Regions from separate parts of the Anser cygnoides genome. Here region 2 is linked to region 1. Evidence: chromatin contacts called from public Hi-C data. All regions are on one chromosome and are shown on one strand. The core of a region is the stretch at or near the end of the contact, and the rest is flanking DNA. Distances in the headings are between cores, read along the strand shown. Region 1 holds the start of LOC106044676 (rho-related GTP-binding protein RhoB). Region 2 has its middle 130 kb from the start of PUM2.

Evidence for each region. A called contact is a pair of places that touch in the nucleus more often than the background predicts.
Region 2: a Hi-C map of fetal liver shows a contact between it and region 1, with 1.8 times the contacts expected there. The contact joins the enhancer-like site here to the promoter of LOC106044676 in region 1. A contact is called at or near these places in 4 of 7 Hi-C or Micro-C datasets (fetal liver and liver).

The regions. Positions count from the first base shown.
Region 1 is chr3:112,847,050-112,850,053 of Taihu_goose_T2T_genome, forward strand. LOC106044676 (rho-related GTP-binding protein RhoB) reads left to right here and starts at 1,479. Exons shown (of 1, transcript XM_013194846.3): 1 at 1,479-3,004. The coding sequence starts at 1,770. The coding sequence ends at 2,360.
Region 2 is chr3:112,932,161-112,935,134 of Taihu_goose_T2T_genome, forward strand. No RefSeq gene overlaps it. Among named protein-coding and RNA genes, the nearest start is that of PUM2, 130 kb to the left of the region's middle. Within about 2 kb of position 1,276, at least 2 of the 3 cell types and tissues checked have open chromatin away from gene starts, as enhancers often do. A contact at or near this core is called in fetal liver and liver, where this site is marked.

The DNA of each region.
Region 1 (3,004 bases), core at 229-2,728:
AGACTTGCATTGTACTGCAAATCGACTCTGCTTGCCTGTCAAAGTGGTTCTACATGCTTGGGATATTTATAGGGAAAATAGCTACGAGCTGCTAATGCTCCATCACGGAAAGGACATGACAGCGCGGAAAGAAGACTTCTACATCAGTGACTTCTTTGGGGTTCGTGAAGAATTTAAAATTGTGAGCAATGACAATAATGGTAAAGGGACAATGGCAATCCAAAATTTAGCATGTTAGAAGTTCAAAGGTACTGGAGAACACTGATGACCGTGACTACACTTTCATAGGTTGGTTTTTGTTCAAACGTCCGTTTGAATTTTTTATGTTGACTTCATGTGAAAGATGCTGTACAAACTTAAGATCAAGGTACAAACCCCTCCATCACCCAACAGACAGACGTGTTCTTTTGAAAGAGAGAAATAGGAATTACAAAAAACAAAAAAACAAAAACCTCACAGAGGATGAATTACATTTCAATGCCTAGGATTAAGTGAATCATAAGCGAACCATATGCCCTATTAACACACACTTCTGTAACTCTACTGGAAGTCACCTGTCAAGGAATGTGATATGCTCAATGGTGTATTTGGTCTTTAAGTGGGTGTTTTTAAATGCAACTTCTAATAACAATCGTATTGTCTGGGTTTTGTTCTATTCACTAATGGCAGCACTGGCTAACAAGGGAAGGCCAGGTCTGGGGGTGAAAATCGCCTGGGTGGAAACACTTGCAGGGAAACGAGCTTCAGACAGCACCCAGCAAACAGCGGTAGCTTTAACAGGGACAGAGCGAGCCAGTACCAGGAATTTCAGTGAGGTTTTACAATGCAGGGCTACATTAATGTGAGCCGTCTGTCAGTGCCGAGGCACGCAGCCCCAGCCTCCAAGCAGCCTGAAGGCCGGTCATTTATACTCTTATTTTCCACATTCATTTTTTAATTACTGGGACTTCCGATATCTCTCAGCGGAGACCAAAAGGGCATTTCGGTTCAAGCCCGCTGCTTCTCCCGGTTTATAACCCCTCAGCTCCCTTTTGCCCAAAGGCAGGAGACGGACCCGAACGTGACCAGCTTTTTCCTTTCAGGACGGGAAGCGGTCGGGTATCCAACCAAGCCCCAAATATTTAATCCCGAACAGCCTCCGGTCGGCTTTCCCCGGGTTTTACAGCCGGTACCGGGGGCACGGCGGCTTCCCCCGGGGGATTTTCCCTCAGGGGACCACCCTCGGGCCGGCTCCATGCCCTCCGTCCCCAGATCTCCCCTCACAGCCTCCCCGGTCCCCTCAGCCCCGAGCCCGCCACCGCCCCTCAGCCCCTCAGCCCCGCTCCCCCCCCACCCACCTCCCAACCCCGCCTCCCGCCCTCAGAAGCCCAACCAATCGCGTCGCTCCCCGCCGGGGATGACCTCACTCTCTGCCTCCCCATTGGCTGGCTATATTAAGAAAGTCGCGAGCGCCTTTAAATAGCGGCGCCGGGCCGCGGCTTGCGGCAGTTGGCGGCGGGCAGCGGCGCGGGTCGGAGCTGCTTCCCGTGGCCGTACGCAGGCGGCGTCGGTGGCGTTTCCCCCGCCGGGAATTGAGCCCAGCCGGGTGGGACCGAGTGTCCGAGCGCGCCCCAGAGGCGGGGGGTTGAGGAGGGCCTGCCTGCCTGCCCGCGCGGGCCCGGCTCGCCACGGTGTCCTGTGAGAAGCGAGAGGAAGCGGGAGGCGGCCGCGGGCAGGAGGGCGCTGCCATCGTCCTGCTGCAGGGCAAGGCCAGCTTGGCGAGCTTGGCCATGGCCGCCATCCGCAAGAAGCTGGTGGTGGTGGGGGACGGCGCCTGCGGCAAGACCTGCCTGCTCATCGTCTTCAGCAAGGACGAGTTCCCCGAGGTCTACGTGCCCACCGTCTTCGAGAACTACGTGGCCGACATCGAGGTGGACGGCAAGCAGGTGGAGCTGGCCCTGTGGGACACGGCCGGCCAGGAGGACTATGACCGCCTGCGCCCCCTCTCCTACCCGGACACTGACGTGATCCTCATGTGCTTCTCCGTGGACAGCCCGGACTCGCTGGAGAACATCCCGGAGAAGTGGGTGCCCGAGGTCAAGCACTTCTGCCCCAACGTCCCCATCATCCTGGTGGCCAACAAGAAAGACCTGCGCAACGACGAGCACGTGCGCAACGAGCTGGCCCGCATGAAGCAGGAGCCGGTGCGCACCGAGGACGGCCGCGCCATGGCCATTCGCATCCAGGCCTACGACTACCTGGAGTGCTCGGCCAAGACCAAGGAGGGCGTCCGGGAGGTCTTCGAGACCGCCACCCGGGCGGCCTTGCAGAAGCGCTACGGCACCCAGAACGGCTGCATCAACTGCTGCAAAGTGCTATAGGGAGCGGCTGGAGCACGGCGCTGGGCACAGCGCCTGGGTCACCTGTTGGTGGGTGGAGAGGAGCTGGGTTACGCACGCACACAGCATCTGCCTGTTCCCTCTGCTGGGGGCTGGCGATGAACGGGGGTGGGGGTTAAGGGAGGGGGCACGCTCCCTTAGCCTTGGCCAAAAAGGGTTGTGCTGGCTCAGCCGTGGGAACAGAGGGAGGGGGGGGTTGCATGCCCAGAGTCTTGGGAATCGGTTGGAGAGAAGCCTTCTCCTTCGCTGGCCCCTGCGAGTTAATCGCTGACTCTCAATGACAAACAGCTGCTGGGACTGGACTGAGCAGACACTGCGCCTGGCTCTTCCCCTTTGCCCACCACCTGCTGCTCCCGGCTCCCAGACAGCCTCCTCTGTTCCGCAAGAGGAGAGCGGCGGAGCTGAGATGCTCCAAGGGACTGGTGCCTCCTGCGTGCATGTGCCTCCCCTGAGGCGGGCTGGGGAAGGGCTGCATCCCTCGGGCTGCCTGCGGCGTCCTCGCCTCTCCGGCGGGTGTTCTGACCTGCTGTGGAAGTTAGTGCCCCGAGGACCGGGGAGGGCCATCCCGAGCTAAGCCTGTATATATCTTACGTTTTTTTCCTGTCTTGTGCAAAACTGGGGTAGTG
Region 2 (2,974 bases), core at 26-2,525, 85 kb after region 1:
GAATTATTTATGTAACATTTCTGAAAATGAAAATCTTTGAATTGCTCGCAAAAGCTCTAAAAGCACGCTGTGCAGGAGCTGCGATGACAGGAACTGCAATTCACGTGGGGTGAAAGCCAGCCTGGTTGGTCTGATTTTATATCGTAAAAGACAAGAGTATTGATCTTGTGTTTTCGTGGAGGGCGCTCTGAGTGTTTTATGCATGTCTTTCTCCCAGTTTCGTTCATCTTCTGTTTGTGGTGGTGATCTTTCCTGGGCCTCTTCATCTGCGAGGAACGTGCAGGTGGTGGTGGTGCCAGGTGTCACTTGGATGTCTACCTTCGTGTCGCAGCCACCTGAAACCTCTCGTGCGGTGCTTGGCAAATTGCTGGAGCCTCACTGATGGCTTCCCTCCTTGTTTCCTTTCAAGGACCTTCCTGAACAGATGAACCACATCTTGAGGTTGCTTAAGTCTTAGAAAAATATGTACATAAGTAATCTTCCATGCACAATACAAGTTTATGTTGTTTTATATTGAGAACATTACATAGGCTGAAATTCTCCGTGTCTTCTGGGTAATTTAGGACTGGCCAAAATAATCAGAAAGAGCCTTTTTAGTGCTCAGAATAATACATGGCTAGTTAGTGTAACTTGAGTCTGCTTGAGGAGCACCACCAGCCATGGCCGTGCTGGCTGGTTGGTCTGAGCTGGCAAACCTCGGGGCACGCTGGTGGCATGGTAAGGTCAAGGGATGTTTTCCTAAAATGTATTCCAGATGGGGTGGAATACATTTTGACCCCTCGATGGGGTCAAAAGCCCAAAGTTGTGACCTAAAATGAGCTCAGTGGACACACTGTTGATTTAGTTGTTGCAGAGAGGTGCTCACACAGAGCCAAGGACTTTGCTCCTCGTGCTGCCCTGCCAGCAGGGAGGCTGGGGGTGCACCAGGAGTTGGGAGGGGACACAGCCAGGACAGCGTTGGATCAGTTTAATAGTTGCTGGTCACATCTGGCTAAAATGGCAGCCTGCATTTTCCTAATATGAGCCAGAAAACCATGCCTCCAAGCAACAGCCTCTTTGTTTAAAACACACTTTGGCTTTTCTCAAAGAAAAAAATATCCCAGTGTTAGGTTTGTGTCTATTTACGGGTCAAGTTCATGGTGTACAAAGGGTGCAAAATATGTGGAGTTTGGTGTGTTCTGCCCCACACTGAGAACAACAGCTTTGTATGTTCTGGTACAAAGAGTCAACAGTTTGATTAGGAACAGATTAAAGTTTTAGACCAAGTGTCATTAGAAAATACTACAAAGTGGCAAGCAGGTTTCTCAAAGTACTCACTAATTTATTCCTGGTTTCATCCCCTAATGTCCAACAGGAACAGAAAGAACCCATCTAAGGCAAATACGAGTGAACAAACCTTTCAGCTGCCAGCTGGATTTGTAGCTCTGCTCCTCCGCAGCTCCGGGTCTTGTTATCACACACAGCACCTAAAACCTAGAAACACAAAGCCATAAACCGTAAATGGTCTACTGGGGAGGTCCACAAATCTGACATTTTAAAAGTGAAAATCCACCTTAAACAAGGCAGGAACAAGCAGAAAAACCTGAAAATACTGGAATGCACAGGGATGTGAGTGCAGGGGGGGCACAGGGGGCTGTAGGCACAGCAAGGCGGGATGCAAAAAGGCCGGTGAGAAGTGGAACGTATACATAAAGCACAGAAAACGATGAATTTACAGGGAGTTGGAGGCACAGAGGTTGCGTCACTGACAGCCCATCTTATCCCCTCATCTTATCCAAGCCCTTCAGTTATTTCCTAATAATCCATCTGATTAGAATTTTCAAAGACCAGCAATTACAGCCGTTTAAGTTTTAGCAGCAGCGTGTTTATATATTACAGAACGGCAGCAGCTGTGCACGAAGCAGATAAACATTTTAAAGCACGTCAGGAGGCAGACACTTTTCTCCCCCTGCTCAAGCTGGCTGAGGAGCTTTGGGCCCTGACGAGCACAGCTACCAGGAACCAGAGCGAGGGGGCTCCCGGGGAGCCTGAAGACACATACACTGTCCACCTGGAAAGCTGGTCGAAGGAGAGCATTTATTTTCTGGCAAATAATAGTGCTGGAATAGCTCTAATGCCAAAATGGTTTGCTGGTAAGACTGTTTTAGTTAAAATCCATAGGAATCTAATTTGGGAACAGAAACCATTAGAATAGTTCAGTTGGAAGGGACCTATGAAGTTCGTCGACACCAACTGCCCAACGACTTCAGGGCTAACCAAAAGTTAAAGCGTGTTACTGAGGGCATTATCCAAATGCCTCTTGAACGCTGACAGCCATGGGGCACCAACCACCTCCCTAGGGAGCCTGTTCCAGTGTTTGACTACCCTCACCGTAGCGAAATGTTTCCTAATGTCCAGCAAACTTGAGCAAATGCCTGAGCAAACCTGGAGCAGCTTTGTGCCGTTCCCATGTGTCCCTGTCACCGGTGACCAGGGAGCAGAGGCCAGTGCCTCCCTCTCCACTTCCCCTCCCCAGGAAGCTGCAGAGAGCACTGATGTCACCTCTTAGCCTCCTTTTCCCCAGACTGGACATCCCAATGTCCTCAGCCTCTCCTCACAGGACACGACTTCCAGCCTTGTTGCCTTTTTTCCCAAGCCCCCCATCAGAAATTTCCACAAAGATAAAATTTTGTCTGCTGGAGTCGTTTGATCAGCCAGCTATGTAGATAGCAGAGGCACGAGGCCAGTCTCTTGCTGTACACCCTTGTGTTAGCTCTACCTGTTGCTGCATTTCTTGCCTACGCCTTGGTGTGAAATCACTGCTTTGCTCAGAGAGATTAAAAAATTCTCTGTGATCTTGCCACTGTTCTTTGCATTATAATTCACACAGAAGTGGTGACAGCGTGCGCATAGGTCAGCAGACTGATGCCTGTAGCTTCCTCTCCTGCTACTTATCTTTCACAATTATACCACAGTAGCACAGAGAGCTTTCAAG